Linked DNA regions of Oryctolagus cuniculus: region 1 is linked to region 2. The links are chromatin contacts, called in public Hi-C maps. All regions are on one chromosome and are shown on one strand. Each heading gives the region's core, a stretch centred on a gene start, on an enhancer-like site or on the middle of the called end of the contact. The rest is flanking DNA. Distances are from core to core; before and after follow the strand shown. Region 1 holds the start of ATP5PO (ATP synthase peripheral stalk subunit OSCP). Region 2 has its middle 22 kb from the start of KCNE2.

Region 1 (5,708 bases), core at 2,477-4,976, 430 kb before region 2:
GCGAGACCGCTGACATCGGCCGCACAGCCTCATGAGTGTGGGAAGAAGAGGACGGAACTGCCATCTCCACGGGCAACCAGCTGTCCCCATTCTGTGCAATGTCCTCTGGGATCCTGCACGTCTGAACTTGGCCACCAAAGGCCTCCTTCCAGCTCCCTGCCCCTCAGCCTCGGGCCACAGATCGCAGGAATCAAGGGCGGCTGTTTCTGGTTAGGTATTGTTCATTCACCTGCCAGTTCCATCACCTGGCTAGCACGGCCGCCCAGGCTGCCAGCCAGAACCCTACGGTCTCTGATCCAGGCTGCCTGTCACAGGAGGCCATCCGAGGCCAAAACTCCCACTGGAATAGGCCCAGAGAAACAGCACTTCCCAAAGAGCGACAGCCATGTGCAAACAGCGTGACATCTGTGTAGCATCGCACGTCCCTTTCAGGGCCCCCAAAATGCTTTCACTGGTAGAGTCTCAAGGTCATGGCTCCCTTCAGTTCCTCCATGTTCTGACCGCGTCCAGGCCGCAGTGAGACCCCATTCCATCCCGACCAGCCTGGCTGTGCTCTCTGCTGGGACCACCACAGGGTTCAGAACGGACACAGCCGACAAGCAGTGGCCCGAGAACGCGAGCGTGAGACCCTGTCTGCCGCTGCCGCCCCGCCCCTCAAGAGCCTCCAACGTTAAGGCTGGCCTGGTGGCCCCGGGGGATCACGGGACTTGGCAGGGCTTGATCGGCAGGTAACTGGTAACAGAGGGAACGTGCCACCGTTACTGTTAGGACCTCCGTTGCAAAGAAAGCACACAAAGCAAAATGACTGCGAGGAACAAGTAGCACAGAACAGTAAAGCTCCCACGAGGTGCGGGCACAGCACAGAATGGGAGCACCACTCACGCACTCGGCTAGCCTGCGGTCTTCTCCCGAACAATGAAAATAATGTTTTCTAAGTACATGGATTAAAAATGCAAGGTGTTCTGAAAACACACAGTCACACGGCACAGGCTACCCATGGGACTGTGCCTCCCACCCCTCCCTTCCTGGCAGAGGGGAGGGGCGAGGAGAAAGTACACCGAGGGGACACAGCGGAAGGGGCGGGAACTTGGGACGTCGGGGCAAAGCGAGCAGGGCTGCTCCCGTCTCAGCTGCACTGCAGCGTTCTGCTAACGCACCTTACGTAGTCTTCATGCTACCCAGCACGGCACCGGCCCGCCCAGGGGCTGCCCTGCGGTTCCGTCGGCAAGGCGCCCACCACCTTCCCTCCTTTTGCTGCCCAGGAGGCGCGGCTGCCATCCTCCCCTCTCGTCTTGGGAACAACCTACTAATTAAAACCCAGGAAACGGCTTCATAAGGAAAACAAACTCTCAGACAAAACCAACAGGCATTTTAAACACTGTTGTAGAAACTGCTGGATAGCAAGCTCGGATTCTTGAAGGCAACCTTTTAAATCCTTTCCTGAAATGGCACTTTTTCTTAAATCATCACCTTACATTTGAAGTGATATTTCTATCTCGTCTCAGCCCAAAGCCAGGTTCCCTGCATTACTCTCCGTGTGTGTATCTGCTTGTTCCTGTTATAGAAGTTTCAGAAGACAAGCCAACACTATCGCTAACAGCATGCGTAAGAGAATTATTATTCTGTGACTCCTCTCCCAGAAGCTGTCTTGTCAGGACGCACAGCTAAGGCGCCACAGCAGAGAAGCGCGCAGGGCCACCGCGCACGCGCAGTGAGGGGAGGCGCTTACCGCTACTCTCAGCAGCTCCTTCTCCACCTGCTCCAGTTTGTTCTGCTTGGAGGCGGCCGAGTAGAGGGCGGTGGCATAGCGGCCTTCCACGCCGTACACCTGCACCGGCGGCTTGAGAGGGAGAGGGAAGCCGAGGGAGATCGGTGAACCGTGCTTCGTACAGACAACACGGCACGGACAGTCATCAGAGGGCTGTCCTAAGAACAAACCCTCACACCGATTAGGGGTCTGGGTGTTTCCTTGGCCTGACCAGGCAAACGTTTAGGAAGCGCCCGCAGGCACCCCTTCCTCCCTGCGGCGGCGCTGCTGGGGCTCCGCTCCCGGCCCCCACGCCCCAGCGTTCAACGCCACAGAGCCCACGCTTGCACCATCTTCCCCAGGGGACTGCGGCCTTTTCCCTACACGCCACAGTCAATGTACGACTGCACGTGCCGCGTGGTGCTGCGTGGCTGCACAGGGGAAAGCCCAGGCAATAGTGAGGCCGAGCAAAGCACCGTCTCCTGGAGCCTCAGTTTCCCCTTTCACACAACGGCAAGGCCTGCCATGCTCCAGCGCCGCAGAGGGGCGGTGAGAACTTCTCACGTGGAGGGTGGCTCTGGGCGATCTGGTGCTTGGACGACGGCAGGGATGTGACAGTCACTTCTCACCCACTTAAAGGTTCCGCTGGCGTCTGTCACAGGGCAAGCACCCTCCACCATCACCGTCCCCACCCTGCGCACGTGTGTCTTGTGAATCGCAACAACATGCAAAGGTTTACGTAGAAGCGACACCACAGGCCACGGCCTGACTGTAGGGCTAGAGCATGCACACCCTCCCACAGGCCCCTCCCCCACACAGGCGTGTGTATAAAGGACCTACCCTCACGAGCTTGGCAAACGGCCGGACCACAGATGTACTGAAGCTTCGCACCTTCAAAGCAAGAATGGAAACAGGTCAAAAGAAATGTCTTCGAGAATCTCTGTAATTCATTCAATCGCGACCTAAGGCTGCCTTTTAAACGATGTTTTTTGACATAGACTCCACGCGGGTGAGCTGTCTTTATTAGCCAGGAGTCCATGTTCTCACCGAGAATCACGCCACGTTGTTTGGAAAATCGCTTTCCCAGTAATCTCCTAGTTTGCCAGGAACCGGCCGAGGCAAGCGCCCAGTACCAAGGAGAAAACGCTACCTTCCAGGAAGTTAACATCTAACATTTCTGAGCGGGATTTTAACACAAGGGGGAGGAATCCGTAAGGAGCTGTAACAGATGGGCTGTCAGGAATCCACCTGCTGTCTAGTGGTTAGGGCGCGGGAGCGTGACCGCACAAGTTCAAGTCCCCAGCGATGCCCTTGCGGCTCTCAAGGGCCATAATCCACGCACCCGCAAAGGCACGGACCGCCCTCCAGGGCTCTGAGCTCCAGAACGCACTGTGTTAAAACCGGCTCTAAGGGCAGGGTTTTCGGGCTTATGGGGAAATCATGGAAACTACAGCGGGGTCAAGTGCGCAAAGCATCGCGGTGAGACGGAAGCGCGGCTATTTGATTTATTTTTCCCAACGCCACTTTCTCGGTGACACTGGGGTTCGGGTCTTAACCCCATCACTCACTACCCAAGCAGCCCAGGACGCCCCATTTGAACTTCTCATGTCCTTTATAAACCTGGGAAATCCGCCTGAAGTCACCAGCGACCCCCGACGGTTTATGGAACAGCCCAGGCGGCGAAGCCCGGGGCTGGCCGGTGGCCCCTGGCGCCAGGGGTTTCCCGGGCTGTGCCCTGAGGACGCCGAGATGACCGCGCGCCCAGCACCGCGCCGGGCACCCCACAGGCGTCCCGGGGGACGCGAGCCGGGCCGCCCTCACTCGCCAGGCCCCACGACCTTGAACGGCGGCCTTGGTTTCCCAGCGGTGGCCTCGAACCCTAGCGCGCAGGCTCTGGTACAAGTTTCCCCAAGGAGGGCGTCCTCCCAGCTAGCTTCTCTCACCTGCCGGGTGAGCCCGCACACTGCGGGGGCCGCCATCTTCTCCCGGGCAGCTGTAGGTCAAATCCGAGCTGGAAGAGGAAGGGGCGCGAGGGCGCACGCGCGCGTCAGCGTACCCGCTAGGCTCTCTGGGAAGTGTAGGCGTAGGTCGCCACAGCGCGTGCGTAGCCACCTCCTTCAAGCTGGGAGTTGTAGTCCTTAGACGATGCAGTAGGGGTGACCTCCCAGGGGGAGGCTGCACCTGCGAAAGGAATCCTTGAGTTCTGGTCCCCGGGGTAAAAACGATGGCGTTTGTCGCATTTCACAGATACCTTTATGTCCGACTACTCATCCCTCCAGCTGCCTTCTGGAGCTTCGTTTTCCCTTTTGCGGGAACAGGTTTAGCCGACAGCATCGCCGACCTCCTCTTGGGCGCTTCCTTCGTGGCGCCTTCGGCAGAGGTGTCCTTGGAAGCAGGGCGGGTGCGTGCCGGGTACCGACAGCCTAGCGAAGCCGGGCTGCGGGGCTGCCGCCGCGGCTCTCCCCCGCCCGCTGGAGCCGTTGGGAACTGCCATGGCCCCTCCTGGAAGCGTCTTTATACATTCATTAAAAAAAAATTAAGATAAATTCCAAATAGTCCCCAGAACCGGCACAGCCTGGTGAGATAGTCCAAGTACTTGGCTTCCGATGCGTGAGGCCAAGTCCTTTCCACAGGGTTAAACCAAGTCATGCTTTTCGCTCGCTAGTAGTGTCTGAAAATCCTTGTTCCCCTGCACAATGCAAATCATATTTCCAAATACATATTTAATTTAATTTAAATTTTTAAAAAGATTGATTTTATTTATTTGAAAGTCAGAATTACAGGAGGAGAGAGAGACAGAGACAGAGACAGAGGGCGAGACATCTTCCATCCACTGGTTCACTCCCTAGGTGGCTGCAACAGCCAGGGCTGGGCCAGGCCAAAGCCAGGAACCAGGAGCTTCTTCCAGATCTCCCACGTGGGTGCAGAGGACCAGGAACTTGGGCCATCTTCTACTGCTCTCCCAGGCCATAGCAGGGAGCTGCACCGGAAGTGGAGCAACCGGGACTCCAGCCAACGGCCATATGGGATGCTGATGCTACAAATGGCGGCTTTACCTGCTCCTCCACAGCGCCAGCCTCTTCCATATACATCTAATGGAAAGTCTATTCATTTAACACGCTTTGTGGAGCATGGGTCCTGTGTGTCAGAAGCTGTACCATGCCTTGAAGACAGAGCAGGGTATGACAAAGGGCTTGTCTTCGTAGGCCTGGTATTCTCCGTGAAATTGAACGGCAGCACCTGTGTGGGTTTTTGGAGCTATACTGCGAATCCAAAGTGCTGAGGCCAAAAACGCTTGGAAAACAGGGTCGCTCTGAAAAAGATTGGGAATTCATCTGCAGGTGTGTCCCACGGGGACACGCCCTCTGTTTAGTTTGTATTCACCCCATTCCGCTCCACCCCCATGCACCTTCCCTATGCAGAGGTTTATGGGTATTTGAATTTTGGGATTTATTAGGTGGTTGCACATACATGGTGTCATTTTTATTTGGAGTGTCTGGCTAGCCCCAGGGTGTAGGTGGGCCTGGTACCCTCCCCCCCCCCCCCTTTTAGAGCTCCTGTTTAGGTATTTAGGTAGCTCACCTAGGGAAGGCAGCCAGGCCCCTGCGCCAAGTACAAGTTCTCTCCACTGCCCTGGGTAATTGCCCGAGTGAGTCTATCCAGATGTATTTCTGGGCTTGGGGTTTGGATGCCAGTGTGTTTCAGTGCTGTAGGCAAAGAGACTGGGTTAGTCAGCTTTCAATCGCTACAACAAAATACCTGCCGTAAGCTGCGTGTGAAGTTTCTCTTTGTTTTGTGTGCTTTTATTTATTTATTTATTATTATTTTTTTTGACAGAGTGGACAGTGAGAGAGAGAGAGAGAGAGAAAAGTCTTCCTTTTGCCATTGGTTCACTCTCCAATGGCCACCTCGGCTGGTGCGCTGCGGCCGGCGCACCGCGCCGATCCGATGGCAGGAGCCA
Region 2 (5,720 bases), core at 2,051-4,550:
TCCTGCCGACTCCCAGCCATGTGGTATAGCTTCCTCGGGTGCAGAGTCCATGTCTAAGGCTTGGTAGAAAAGATAACTCCATTTTTCAAAAAGATTTATTTGAAATGCAGAAATATATACATATATGTGTGTGTGTGTGTGTGTATATATATATATATACAGAGAGAGAGAGAGAGAGAGAGAGAGAGAGAATGATATCTTCCATCTGCTGGTCGCTTCCCAAACAGAAGCCAGGAACCAGGAGCTTCTTCCAGGTCTCCCACATGGGTGCAGGGACCCAGGGATCTAGGCCATCTTCCGCTGTTTTCCCAGGCACATTAGCAAGGATCTGGATTGGAAGTGAAGCAGCCGGGACAGGAACCGGTGCCCCTATGAGATGCCAGCACTGTAGGCTTAACCTTCTACGCCACAGCGCCAAATAACTCAAAATAACTCCTCTTGATTGGTGATGCCTGCAACAGGCCAGTGTCAGGAGACCCCGCGGTGGGCATGGCTAATTCCCCTAGCAGGGAAAGTAGATTAACACAGAGACTTGCTTAGGGCTAAGCATCCCTGTTATCACAGGTGCTGCTGGATGACAAGGTCATTTGTGGCCTGGAAAATCCCTGGAGGCGATGACCAGTCCCTTCCATCCAGAAAAAAATACACAAATGCTTCCGGAAGAGCTCCTCTCCTGTCCATTATCTGTGCTCCCCAGAAGGGCGGAAGGTCAAGGGCTCTTTCCTCCTCTCTCCCCAAGGAGCGACGTGCTCATGAGCTGGGCTGTTCTGCAGCTCTTCTTGGGCAGCTGCAGACACAGTTTGTTTCTGGTCGTGGAAAGCCGAAGCTGCTCAGAGCCCAAGCTAAACACCGGCTGCTATGGAACATGCAGTTTTTTTCATGGGCCCCTGGTGAATTGAAAGCCAGAAGCCAGCGGCACACCTGCCAATTATTACAGTTAATTCTGTGCAGACTTGACTCGGGAACCGAGACAGAGAGTTCTGTTTGCTGCTGGGGGTGCTTGGGGCGGGCGGGCAGGCGGGGGCTGCGGCCACAGGGCTGTGAATGCCTCTGTGTGTGCCTGGGCCGGCCCTGGCGGCCGCGGTGCCCTCCCTCGCACCGGGAGTCTGGCTTCCCAGGGTGACTTTCGTGGGGGCTCCTTGCTCGTCTGCGATCAGAGATTTTCACCGTTGGGAACTTTCCGTCCTCCTGCCCCGTGCCGCGGCCATCGCCACTTGTCTTGTTTCACAGGGAAGAGAACAGCTCACAGCGCTGGGCTTTTTCCTGGCCTCTTCTCCTGGGACCCGACTGCTTTGTGAAATCCCAGGGATGTACGTGGAGACCTGTCACCCCTGTGTCCCTGGAGGCCCCTTTGGCAGTGGCCCGAGCTCATGCATGGCCTTGCTGCGAGGTGACATTCACTCTGGTCGCTGGAGGCTTTCTCTCTTGTGTTCTTCCAGGCTCCCTGTGGTTGCGTCATTAGTTCATTCATTAATTCATTCACTCCTGGGCACTGGGAAGACAGTGGAGGAGGACATCCTGCCGTGCAGGAATCAGGCGGCAAAGCAGATAGTAGCAAACAGCCGAGTGCTGGGAGGGGTGCCCAGGGACCAACCCCAGCAAAAGTGCTGCCCCTCAATGCAGGGCACGAGGACTTAGCACAGCACCCAGCCTGTGGTGCCAGCCAATAAGAAGGGCGCTTCATGCAGACTGGGAGGAGTCGGCCTCCAGGAAGTGGAAGCGTGAACAGTGAATAGGGTGAGGCAGGGCATGCAGATGGGGCAGTAGCACAGCCGGGGCAGGAGGGGAAACAGCTAAGACCCTCAAGGCACCGTGGGTCCTTCCAACAGCTGAGCAGCCCCAGGAGCCAGGAGCAGCACAGAGAGCTGGGGGAGGTCCAGCAGGGTTTGAGCTGCAGCAGGTGCAAGGCGGAAGTCCTAACGTTGCTTGCTTCCTAAGGATGCAGGGAGATGACGGAGTGACTCGGGCATTGATAGGGTGTGGGTGTGATCTGTTCCCCCGAGGGTTCGTGTGTTGGAAGCCTGGTCCCAAGTGTGGCCATGGAGAGGTGGAGGGAGCCTCATTGGCAGGGCCTAGCAGGTGGTCATTACGGGTCCCTCCCTGGCTTCCTGCCTAGAGGTGTGATCTGCCCCTCTCCCGTGTGTTCCCAGCCCTCTGGTGCCACCAGCCACAAAGCCCTCACAGAGCCCAGACGGTGCTGGTGCCAGGCCATCCAGGAGCCAGAACTGTGCGTTAAATAAACCTCTTTCCTTCACACAAGTTCCCCCGTCTCGGGTGTTTGTATAGTGACGGAAAGTGGACTAATGCAGGCGTCCCCAGTTTGGGGCCCAGCACCCCAGCTCCTGTTCCTGGTCCCTGGAAGCGGTGTTGCAGTGACTCAGAAGGCTGAGCCACAGAAGAAGGTGCCAGGGCCAGTCCCTGACACCCGGGTCGTAGGTGACCAAGAGCGGAGTGGACGGGACGACAGATGAGCAGCCGTGCTGCCCAGATGAGGGAGTTACGACTTCCTCCAGATGGAGACCAGTGGGAGACTGTCTGGCGAGGAAATGCCGTTGGAGCTGCATCTTCCGCATGAGTTTTCTTGGAGAAAGGCCACGACAGTCATGAGGCCAGGGGGGTGGAGGTGTCAAGGCCATGGTGAGCTGGGGACCAGGGTTCAGAGGGAAGGTTTCCCTGGGCGGCACATCTCCCGACCCTACAGCATCCGAGCCTCCTTATTGACCCAGACAGTGGGTGGCTGATGGGAACCATCTGTTGGAACGAGGCTTCTTCAAGGGGTGCAGTAGGAGGCCTTGTTCCAAACGCAGCTGAGAACGGAGCAGGCCGGTTGGGACTCCCTACTGCCCCCAGGTGGACGGGGGCGGGGCAGCTGCTCGCTGGACAGCAGAGGCAGGATGCGGAGATGTGACTTCTTTCAGCTCTCCCGCGCCCCCTGGATGTGCCCATCCTGGGAGATTTCTGAGCAGAAAACTGGTCTTGAGAGCTTTTGCTACCTGCCCAGGGTCCCAGAGGGCGCCATGCCCTGCTCTCTCCTCTCCGGCCTCAGCTGCAACAAATGTCTCCAGTAGCCACCTTAATCACACGGGGCAAGCATCTATTTTCGTTACATAAACAGAGTTGTCTACATTTGGATTCCGGGGCTGGCTGCAGGAATTCGTAAACAGCGTGGTGTACGTGTTTCACAGAGAGCTGCCAGGACAGGCTCCCTGCCCCCTGCCAGTTGTCCAGTTTTCCCTTTTATAGGGAGTCTGCCTGGGACCGAGAGAGAGAACTTATTAGGGAATGAAGGGCCATCTCCCAGGCACATTCCTCTCCCTGACCCCAGTCGCTTCCACCTCCTCGCCCTCGAGTTCAAGGTCTGGGCCAAGCTGAGATGGCCCCTGAGTGGTGGATCCCTCCTCACTTCCACTTTCTCATAAACACGAATGTCAACCTCAAGGCTAACAGCCGTGGGCAGAGCTGGACTCCCAGAAAGGTACCAGGCAGTTCTGAAGCTGGAGGCAGATTCCAACCACCCTTGGCCACTGCTGACCCTCTCCGAGCCGAGCCTGTCTGTGACGTCACGACGTCATGTGGCGTCTCCTGTCTCCTCCCTCCCAGGAGCCTCCCCGAGCTCCAAGCAGGGGCCCACAAGCTCCCGAGAGCGATGACTGGGGCAGCTCCGAGGAGAACAGGGGCATTCATTTCTAGTCCCCTTTCCTTTAATAGCCATGAATGAAGCAACTATTTGAATTGGGGTCTGTGTTCAGCTCCGAAGGCCTTAGAGGTTGTAAAACACAAATCGCTGGTGTCAGAAGCTGCACTGAAAGGGGGAAATGGTGAGAGTCACTTCAGCGGCTTCGGGATGGCAGAGGGAGCTGCTTCACTGAGCACAGGGACTTCAATAGGTTCATGGAAAAATGAAATCCAGAGATAAGTTTATGTTGGTGCAAAAAAAAGTTCATAAATCCACACATACTTCTTCCATGATATGCTTTTCCTGTGAACTTGATGGAGTTCCTTCTATATGCTCACCAAATGGACGACTGGATGGTCTGTGACTGAGTGTGGAGCCTGTTGTAGCGGCTGCAGCTGAATCTCAACCTTAAATTTAGTGCAGGTTCACTGAAGTTTTCTGAAACGTCGAGCCAAGATTACAGGTCACCCCCCCCCCCCCCCGCCGCCCTTTGCCTGGGACTAAGGGAGTTCCCAGGACACAGCACAGAAAAGTTCCCACACAAACCAGAACGACTTGGTCACCCTACTCGAAATGCAAAGAAAATAGAAATAAGACGCAGCGAAGTTCCTGTATAGAAAATATCCAAGTTGGGAAAAAAGAGAGGATGTTGGGCACACAGCACACATGAAGCTTGTGTGCTTCTCCTGCCGTATTTTAGCATCAGAGACTGAAGAAGCAGGAAGGCGTCTGCCCATGAGGAAAGAAACGGGGCACGAATAGGTTATGAGAAAGTGGGCACCGACGAGCAAAAACAAGAGGGTCTCGGTTCTTCAAACAAACTCAATGTTAAACAAAGCTACTGATATGTCTCTACTTCCTCTGCACATAGAAATGCAGGCCTCTTAATCCCTCAAAATGCATAAGAGCTTGGAACACTTATCTCTTTTGCAGGAGCAAACCTGTGTTCAGAAAAGCTGAAGTTAGACTAAGCAGTTTCAAACAGCTGGTGGAAGTTTCCGGATCACAGCGAGATGTTCTGTGTCTGTGTGCTGTCAAGCGTATCCCTTTTAGAAGGATGTGCAGATGCTAACAGCGATTGCTAAGGAAGTAGGGGTAGGCTGCTTTGATAAGGGGCTTAATGAGCTATAAATGCGGGAGTTGGGTGGGAAGCCTGCTCTGACGGAGCCAGTTGAAGGCTCCTGGAAAATCTCGCTGGTCCACAGACGCACAGAGCTCTGCTTTGGCACCACCTAGTGGCAGCTACGCAGGTTTCAGGAATAAAGTCCGGGCAGAGGTGCACACTGAAGCTCAGAGAAGTGACAGAAAAAGCCACTCGGATCACCAAAGACAACATTTCCTGCCTTTTGTACTGTGAAGAGTGGTGCAAAAAAGGATCTAATCCTGGTTCCTTTACTTCAAAACTCTGGAGTCAGAGCTCCTGACGTGTTGTAGCTACTTCCCCCCCATGTCAGATGGAGCTCCGTGTAACCATCTTGCAGAGTTGACACAGAGACCAGGGCTGTTGTCAAGAGCCTCACACCTTGCCTGGCACTCAGGAGAGGCTCAATAAATGGGAGTGGCTGAGCGAGGGCAATGGCTGCTGCTGTTATGGACAGGTGGGGCGCCGTGAACCTGAGACAGCCAGCTGTGGGCTGTTAAGTACAGATTGCATTTGAACTTTGGTGCTGTTAGTGGTGAGCAGAGAACGCAGTGGTGCTTAAAGCTGCCCAAGAATCCAAAGGTGCACTGGAGCCGGGTGTCTAACGACAGCAACACCCAAGGTCAGAGTTCCCGGGTAAGACTTTTCCCAGCGGCTTGAACAGGCTCACAGGTTCTGCCTAGGTGACGACACGTTTCCAGGGATGTGAGGAAGAGGAGGCAGCTCTGCTGGAGACTGGGCATGTGGGAAAACACCATGGGCTGGGGGCAAGATCACCTTCAAAGCTTCATGGACTCCTAACCTCCCAGAATCCTGCAGGTTCATGATCAAGGGGCACAAAAAATACAGCCTTGCCGGTAAGCATTCGGGGGCGCCAGCATTTTCATGGCAAAGAACAAATTG

Evidence for each region. A called contact is a pair of places that touch in the nucleus more often than the background predicts.
Region 1: a contact with region 2 is called in a Hi-C map of liver, with 13 times the contacts expected there. The contact joins the promoter of ATP5PO here to the enhancer-like site in region 2. A contact is called at or near these places in 6 of 6 Hi-C or Micro-C datasets (ear pinna, embryonic fibroblasts, liver and 3 more).

The regions. Positions count from the first base shown.
Region 1 is chr4:11,119,325-11,125,032 of mOryCun1.1, reverse strand. ATP5PO (ATP synthase peripheral stalk subunit OSCP) reads right to left here and starts at 3,726. Exons shown (of 7, transcript NM_001171421.1): 1 at 3,691-3,726; 2 at 2,588-2,638; 3 at 1,730-1,840. The coding sequence starts at 3,726. It overlaps LOC138849236 (a long non-coding RNA gene), which reads right to left. Exons shown (of 3, transcript XR_011387722.1): 2 at 5,330-5,454; 3 at 4,456-5,060.
Region 2 is chr4:10,685,326-10,691,045 of mOryCun1.1, reverse strand. No RefSeq gene overlaps it. Among named protein-coding and RNA genes, the nearest start is that of KCNE2, 22 kb to the right of the region's middle. Within about 2 kb of position 3,300, at least 1 of the 8 cell types and tissues checked has an H3K27ac peak or open chromatin away from gene starts, as enhancers often do. A contact at or near this core is called in ear pinna, where this site is marked.